Regions from separate parts of the Sus scrofa genome. Here region 2 is linked to region 1. Evidence: chromatin contacts called from public Hi-C data. All regions are on one chromosome and are shown on one strand. The core of a region is the stretch at or near the end of the contact, and the rest is flanking DNA. Distances in the headings are between cores, read along the strand shown. Region 1 holds the start of DAAM1 (disheveled-associated activator of morphogenesis 1). Region 2 holds the start of JKAMP (JNK1/MAPK8-associated membrane protein).

Region 1 (4,186 bases), core at 1,264-3,763:
CTATCACTTACATGTGGAATCTAAAAAACAGATACAATGAACTTCTTTACAGAACAGATACTGACTCACAGACTTTGAAAAACTTATGGTTTCCAAAGGAAACTGGTTGGGCGGTGGGGGGATGAGCTGGGAGTCTGGGATGGAAATGTTATAAAACTGGGTTGTGATCACTGCTGTACAACTATAAATGTAATAAAATTCATTAAGTTAAAAAAAAAAGGAGTTCGGTTTAAATTCTCATCTTTAGATTTTTTTGAGAAAAATAAGACAATGAACAACTCCTTCTTAGAGTTAAGATTTTAGACCTAAAATCAGCTTTAGGAAAACTTCTGTGCCCCTCTCCCATTACCAAGACCATGGTCCCTAGAAGCAGAGGGCTCTTCCCAGACAGACTGTGGTAGCCAGTAAGAACAAAGCCTGTGCAGGACCCAGGCTTCCCAGATGCTAAACCTCTCAAGGACCTGCATCCTCTAGGCAGGTTTTTAGATTTCATGAAAACCACAAGGGATGGCAGTGACTTCCAGAACTCAAGGTCAGTTATTATTTGTCCCTAAAACCCTCCTGTGAATTGCATCTAAGGCAAACTGAGGGCCTTCATTAATGACCAGGGAGCTCTTTTCACGTGTAACAGAGAATTCCCTCCTTGAGAACGCTGCCTCCAACACTATTAGGAAAATGCAGGTAGCCTGAAAGGGGGAAAAGATCTTTCGACTGCAATTTTCTGAGTTTGCCTTAGGAAAAGGGCTCTTAATAGTTTTTTTCTGGGGAGGGGGGTTGGAGAGACCAAGTACATGTAGGCGAGAGGGAAAGGGGTCTAAAAACTCTGTCCAAGCTATTTACAAGAGAATGTTCAGAGCCCTGGGCTGAGAAACCGGTGACTAGGAGAGAGCAGCTGGGCCCAGGAAGAGCATCTGACCACACCCACTGGCCACGCCCTCCCAGCTGCCCGCAGAGCCACATCGAATTGAAACAGCAGTGGGAGCAGTTAAGATTCCGACGGCAGGAGTCGCCATGGCAACGGGATTTGTCTTGCAGGCAAACTCCGCTTCAATTCACTAGGTCCTTCTCGAGCCTCAAGAAACTACCAGTTCAACGAGGGCAAAACGGCCACGCGTGGCGTTCTTTCTTGACGCTTTCCTGCGTAGGTGGAGATGGGGGGGTGGGAGATGGGGAACCAGGATTGGAGTGTATTCTATTTCTGGGCCCAGTGAAATATTTCATGGCAGCAAGAGACAGAACACTCCAACCACAGGCTGTGAGCAACTTGAGAACAGAGCCTTTAGCAAAGATTTGATGAATGAGTGAGTAAGGGAAAGAATAAGGGGGCTGGGAAAGGGAAATCCAGAGGACTTCACCGGCCTCGCTCAGGTGCCCGGTCGGAGAGCAAGAGGATCACAAGCATTTGGATTTTCACCACCAGCTGGGAAAACCGATTATCCACCGCTCTTGCCCCACTGCGAGTCTTATCGTTAGATTATTCCACACTCCGCACCGCTTTTCCACCTCCTAGCCCAGCGCTCCAGGCAGACGCTTCGTACCAGCTCAGGTGTTATTTGTCGAGGGAACCATCAGTGCAACGGGCATCAAGATGCCCCCTACCCAGAGGGATGCGAGGCGGGAGTGCTCTGCGGCGCTTGGAAACCAGTCAGCAGGCTGCGCAGCCTCCCCTCGCCGCTGTCCGACAACACCCCTCGCTCTTTCCGCAACGCGGTTTCCCTCTAGTCTCTCGTTTGAGATATTTAGCTCCCAACTTTACCTAAATTACAGTCACTTCATCCCTTTCGAATGAGTCTTGAGATTAGGGTGCCCGGGATGGTAGGGGTTCTGCTGGGATGAGTAAATGAGTCTCTCCTCCTCTGTCGCCACCTCTGAGTCCACCTAGCCTGCCTTGGGATTCTCCCCTCCCGGAGCCTCACCGGGCAGCAGCTCCCGACAGCAGCAATGTCCACAGCACCCAGCTGGGGCCACGACCCCCAGCGCCCCAGCCCCAGGGTGTCAGCAGCAAGGCGGCGAGTGGTACCCCGCCGGCTCTCTTGGCATCTGAGCGCCTCAGAAAGAAAGAAGGGAGGCACCCGCGTCCTCGGGGGCGCCTTTCTCCAGTCTCGCTTTGCTTTGTGCCGCGCTTGCAGCCATTTTCCCAAACCGAGCTTGGCAGCTGGAAGCTGTCTAGGTCCTGTTCCCACCCAGACCCAACCTGAAGGACGGGTTTAATATTTACCTACTGGCCCGGGAGCTCCGGGGAGGCAACGGGAGGGCGCGCCGCGAACCCAGCGCCGGGCCCGAAACAGCGAGCCCAACCCCACGCCACCGCGCGGTGCCACTTAATGAATGAGTGCAGCGAGCGACGCGGCACGTCCCCCTTACCTGAGCAGCCCCAGCATTCTGAAAAGGCGGTTCTGAGCTTCGGGTACAATGGGCTCCCTTAAACAGTTTCCTTCACAGCCGCTCGTAGGTTACCAACTCGCAGGTGACATCACCCTCTCCTCGCCTGATAGGATACAATGTGGCGCCCACTGCGCATGGACTCCCGGGTCGCTTCTGGGAGTTGTAGTTCGTGTTCCACAGGCAGAGCCCGGGTAAGTGCGATACCAGGGTTCTTGGAACTACACTTCCCGACACACTCCCGGCCTCTTCGTCCACGCCCCTAACCCCGCCCCCGCCTCGACCCGCCCCCCCCCGACCCGCCCTCCAGCCTTGCAGTGTTAGTCCGGGTAGTTCAGAAGCTGAGCTGAGGACGCAGCGGGTTGGGAGCAGGGGTTGCGGGTGGGAGGGGAAGTGGTATCCTTAGGTCGTGCTCTTTGACTTGACCTCCACTCGGCCCCATGCGGGCTCCGAGGAACCAGAGGGGTCCGGGACTAGTGCGCACTAGCCCCGCAGCTCTGAGCAACCTGGTTCCGTTGGCCCCGGCCGAAAAGAGAAGATTAAGCCCTTCACTGCCTCCCCTAGGCGTAGCAACTAATTAATTGGGTTAAACGCAGTCGAGGAATTACCCCACGACCCAGAGGAAGGCGGACGCGGACCCTGAAGGACAGAAATGCCCCTGTGCCCCACTTGGTACAAATCACCTCTCGGTCTTCTCTTTCCTTCTCCCATTTAACGGAGTCAGGGTGACCAACCAGATCTCTGGGAACAGCTTAGTCGCCTGAGCCGACAGAATAACCTAGGGTGTCGCTAATCAAAATGCTGTGCAACAGACTAGATAGTCGCCTCAACCCTCCGTCTGGGAGCCTGCTGCTGCTGCAGAGATAATACTATCGCGCAGCCATGCTTTTGTTCTTCCCTGCAGCAGACTTCCCGCTCGCTCATGGCTCCCAGGAAGACAACATCCTTGCCTAAAGTTTTAATAAATAAATATACGTATACATGTACTTTTAAATACACAACACTCTCAACTTGCATACCTTTCTCTTCAAATTTTTTAATGACCTAAGCGAAACAACATCATGCTGTTCAAGAACTGCTGTGATACTAATACACCTAAGTGTTTATTTAAAGATAAGATGTGCAGCAGAATTCTGAACCTTCAATAAAATTTTATTTTTAATATGTAAAAATTTGCCTTGGAACTTTTCATTATTCAATGAATATCAAACATTATAAAAAATTAACACTGGTAAATCTCTTGATGTGTTTCTAAATGAAAAAAAAAATCTTTACGTCTAGTTATTCCAGTTGTAAAGGTAAATTATAATGGCATTCGATGTCGTAATCACATATAAGGATCAGCTCACACCCTTATTTCTACAAGCAAAATCTCTAGAGACTACCTCTCATGAAAAGAAAGTTCACAATTAAGATTTCAAACAACTCTCCACCTAATTGTTGGTGAAAGTCTTCTTATTTCTCATATCATCCTGCAACAATAACTGGGGTTCAAGAGAAAAATATTCATGGATCTAGTTGAAGATCTCAGGAAAGAAGGAAAGGCTTTGTTTGCTGAGAGGGATTTTACTACTGAATTCTGCTTTTTCTTTTAACAAGCCAATTCCTTATAGCCCAGACACATTTTTCTCCACTGAGGGAAGATAACTTTGAATGTTGCTCTCCTGTTCTGAGCTATTCCATCCATTTCAAATATTGTCTTAAGTGGAACCTAGACAATACAAATGTTCCATTGGCCAACAGATCAAGAGTACAATCAGTGATATTCTAGCTAATGGGTAGACTTAATGCATTGCAGTTCATT
Region 2 (4,017 bases), core at 1,345-3,844, 260 kb before region 1:
GTATAATGCCCTTAAATGACTCTCTTTATTAAGTCACCAAAATGGTTGAACAACAAAAACCTAGTTATTCACACAATGAAAGTAACTGCAGAGAAATGCTCTGGAGTTGTAAATGTTAACTTACAGTCCAAGTCACTGTACTATATTAATGAAAAGTTCATTAGAAATTATTATAAAATTATCAAATTAAAAAATAGTAATTGTGACTGTCAGAAGATGTATTATACACAACCAATATAACAACACAAATAAGGATTTTATTAATGCCTCCATATTCTAAGTTGAGTACATTGAAGAAAACAGTTTCTACATGACAATATTTCAGAAGCAAAAAGGTTTCACAAATGAAATAATATATAAATGTTCACTTACCCCACATTCTCCATATATTTCTGTTGAGCCATTTTTAAATAACAGGGTCTTCCCACAATAAAGTCCAAGGCATGCTGGTTGAATATCGACAGCTTTTTAAAAACAAATGCCAGTATAGTAACATCTCTTGTGATTATAAAAAATAAATCAGTAATAGCTGAAAATTTGGCCGAAGTATCTCAAGACAGTTTCAATTTAAAAATATGTATTAGACAAAAGTCTTGATGCATTTATTTAAATTTTTCCTTTTACCCTGTGACACTGCAGAAAGTCATATGGAACCTTGTAGCTAATATTGTTCCTAAAAATTAAGGTCCCCAAACAGCAGAGCACACTCTGTCCTCAGAACTCAAAGCCTACCTTGGTTGGTCTCCAGTGGCTCCAGCCAGCCACTGCCCTTGATTAGATGGTCTAGAATTTCCCTTTTTTAAAACTAAAGGACTTATCAATCACCACTTTTTATTCTGCACAGTCAGGACATTAAGTTGACACAGACAAACACACACACACGAAATCTATTATCACCTTTCTTCGTGATAGAACACATTTTAATACCAGAAAAGCAGAAGGGACACATAATTTCAGAACATAGGTAAGGACTTTAAAATAAATACATTCATAAGAAGCTTAGTAAATTGTCCTAACTTCGGTGATTTTTGTGGAGGACAGGTGACAATTTCGTCAAGGTGGCGTAGGCCTCTGACCAATACTTGGGAACCCCTGCTTTAGAATCAACCCCTGATGTCAAGGCTTGGAGAACCTAAAAAGTGGCTCCTTTTTACCTAAAAACTCAGAGCCTACAAACTGTCATTGACCTCATCTACAGGAAGAAGTTATTGAAGGAAGGTTTTTGTTTTTGTTTTTAATATATCAGTGACATCTGATTCCCTTTGATCATGGATTCACTCATCAGTAAACATGCATCAAGTGTCTGATTCCACAGGTTAGGGACCACAAAATACCCACACAGGAACACTACAGAGTCACTCCGTCAAAGAACCTACACCCCAGTGTGGAATAAATCCCAAACAAATGGGGTCAAATGTGAGCTAGTTTGAGAAATTATGCATTTTATGACTATTCTTGAACAACCCTTTCCGAAATTCTTCATGAATTCACAATCTAGAGACTGCCTGATCCACTATACCCTTTCTTCTTTCAAGTTCAAGTAGACTTTTTCTTTCTTTCTCCGTGTGCTGTTGAGAAAGACAGAAATAGTACTTAAATGCCTCAAGCTTAATATTTTCACTTTTGCCAATTGCCGACTTCTTAAAAAATCCATAGGCTTCTTTACTTAAAACTTATTTTTAAATCAATCGTAATACACCAAGTGTAATCATAAGGTTCTAAACTTATAGATGGAAACGAGTTGTTTCAGATTTTCCAAGACAGCAGAAGTTAAGAATTGGAAACTTCTTCTATACTGGTTTTGCACCTAGTAGATGCTTAATAAATGCATCTGGGTGTAAACAATCTAAAGTTTCCCAAATCCAAAGCCTGAAAACCGGTATGATAAACTGAAAGCAACAGCTTATCATCGACCAAAAAAACCCCTGGCTCCCAGGGTCCGCTCATTTTTTCCTTTCATTTCCCTTATTAAAGGAGGTCTAAAGGACTTTTTTTGCAACCGTCTTGCTTCTTTGTGAAGGGCCCTAAAAACTTACGTTAGATGCTGAAGCAGGACACAACAGTTATGCAGCAATTAGTTTCTGCTTCCTTTACTGTTTTCCTGCACTTACTTACGCCCTTGCTTTAAATGTCGAGTCAACCCACAGGAATGTTAAACAAAGGGACTGAAACAGAGGGGCTGAAGTGACATTCTGAACAAACAACAAAGGTCTGGCCTTTCCCCTGCAGTAGGCAGCCGTTCTCCCTCTGCAGTCGGTCTCCCCTCTGCGGCTAGTGAGCAGCGCAGCCCATCCCCATCCCACCTCGGCCCAGCCGACAGCGGGTGGAAACAAGGGACAAAGATTCGCTGCTATTCGGAGGCCACCCGCTGGGGCCGAGCCCAGAGCTGGCAGCATAGGGAAGAAGCAGGGACTAGGATGAAACGCTTCCCAGGACCTCGGCGACCACTCACCCATCGGCAGCTTGTAGGTTTCCCGGGAGAAGCTCCGGGATCAGCCAACCCCGCCACAGCGCCCGGACATCCGGGCCAAAGCCGCCTCGGCGGCCCCGCCTCCTGGTAACCCGGTGACCGTCCCGAAGCCCCGCCCCGCCTCGCGCTTCCTGGTATAAGCTCCGTGGCCCCGCCCCCCCTGGCGCGGACGACGCGAGTGGGCCTGCGGCTTAAAGCGCCGGTGGTCGCGTAGTGGTTGATCTCCCGGTCGACGACAATGGCAAGCAGGCTGCCGGTGGCTCAGCTGCCTCCGCACGACCCGGGGACGCCGGCGCTGTCCGTTGTGGACATGCACACGGGCGGCGAACCCCTGCGAATCGTGCTAGCGGGGTGTCCGGAGGTGGCTGGACCCACACTGCTGGCCAAGCGGCGCTACATGCGCCAGCACCTTGACTACGTGCGGCGACGGCTTATGTTTGAACCCCGGGGGCACAGGGACATGTACGGAGCTGTGCTGGTGCCCAGCGAGCTGCCGGAAGCGCACCTAGGCGTCCTGTTTCTGCACAACGAGGGCTACAGCTCCATGTGTGGCCACGCAGTGCTGGCGCTGGGCCGCTTCGCGCTCGACTATGGCCTCGTGTCGGCGCCCCCGACCGGCGCCCGCGAGGCCCTCGTCAACATCCACTGCCCGTGCGGGCTGGTGACCGCCTTCGTGGAGTGCGAGGGCGGCCGCAGTCGCGGCCCGGTGCGCTTCCACAGCGTCCCAGCCTTTGCGCTGGCCACAGGTAACCCGTAGGACTCTTCCAGCCCTGCAGCCCTGGACCCAACTAATTACATTAACTCTCTCTAGGCTGGAACTCACGCACGCAGCACAACTAACCCACTCCACAAGCCTTTGCAATCAGTAAGAAGGTAATCCTAAATCACTGCAAATGTGTGACAGCATCTTAGCCTTGCGAATTTGTGTAGTGCATGCAATTTGATTATCCTGCAGATCTGTCCACCTGTGGTTTGGGGAGAGCCTTGAGGAGTGCAGAATTCCGTGTTTCCCTTACTCAGCGCCTAGTTCCCCACTCGTCAGACATTCCTAGAGATTTCACAGTTGGATGAAGCAAGGTCCACTAGGGTCAAGGAAAGTACAAAAAACAGCCGACCTACCGGGGCTCCAAGCTGGCTCAGAATTTGCTTGCTAACATGTTATTACCCCCAGACAAGTTAGTAGACACAAGTTACTAAAACTCGTCTGCAAAAAGTGTTTTGCCCACTTCTTAAGGGAAGAATTAAAGAATCAAATCTTTTCAAGAAGATATGGACGTTGCCTTTAGAATAGAAACAGACGTTGCCTGGGTCCAAATCCTTATACCTCCTTAAAGTTGTCAGCCTTTGTCAAATTACTTCTCTGTGCCTGTTGTGTCCTCGTTTGTTAACTCACTGAGGTTTTTTTTGTGAGGGTTTAATGAGAGTATATACAAGGAACTTAGAATTTTAAAAAATATATATTTTCTTAGAGACAGAAAGACTGCAGAATATTTAGGGTTGCTAGTTCTCTAGGTGTGCAGAGCCTTTCAAAGGTTTTGGTGGTTTCT

The links. Hi-C and Micro-C count contacts between places; a contact is called where the count stands out from the background.
Region 2: a contact with region 1 is called in a Hi-C map of liver, with 2.3 times the contacts expected there. The contact joins the promoter of JKAMP here to the promoter of DAAM1 in region 1. A contact is called at or near these places in 1 of 5 promoter capture datasets (fetal liver), 2 of 47 Hi-C or Micro-C datasets (heart right ventricle and liver) and 2 of 2 datasets of contacts at active chromatin or transcription factors (alveolar macrophages and skeletal muscle).

What each region holds. Positions count from the first base shown.
Region 1 is chr1:188,333,662-188,337,847 of Sscrofa11.1, reverse strand. It overlaps DAAM1 (disheveled-associated activator of morphogenesis 1), which reads right to left and starts at 2,513. Exons shown (of 25, transcript XM_021102694.1): 1 at 2,365-2,513.
Region 2 is chr1:188,597,033-188,601,049 of Sscrofa11.1, reverse strand. JKAMP (JNK1/MAPK8-associated membrane protein) reads right to left here and starts at 2,594. Exons shown (of 7, transcript XM_021102711.1): 1 at 2,453-2,594; 2 at 373-464. The coding sequence starts at 2,456. All of the region lies in intron 4 of L3HYPDH (trans-3-hydroxy-L-proline dehydratase), which reads left to right.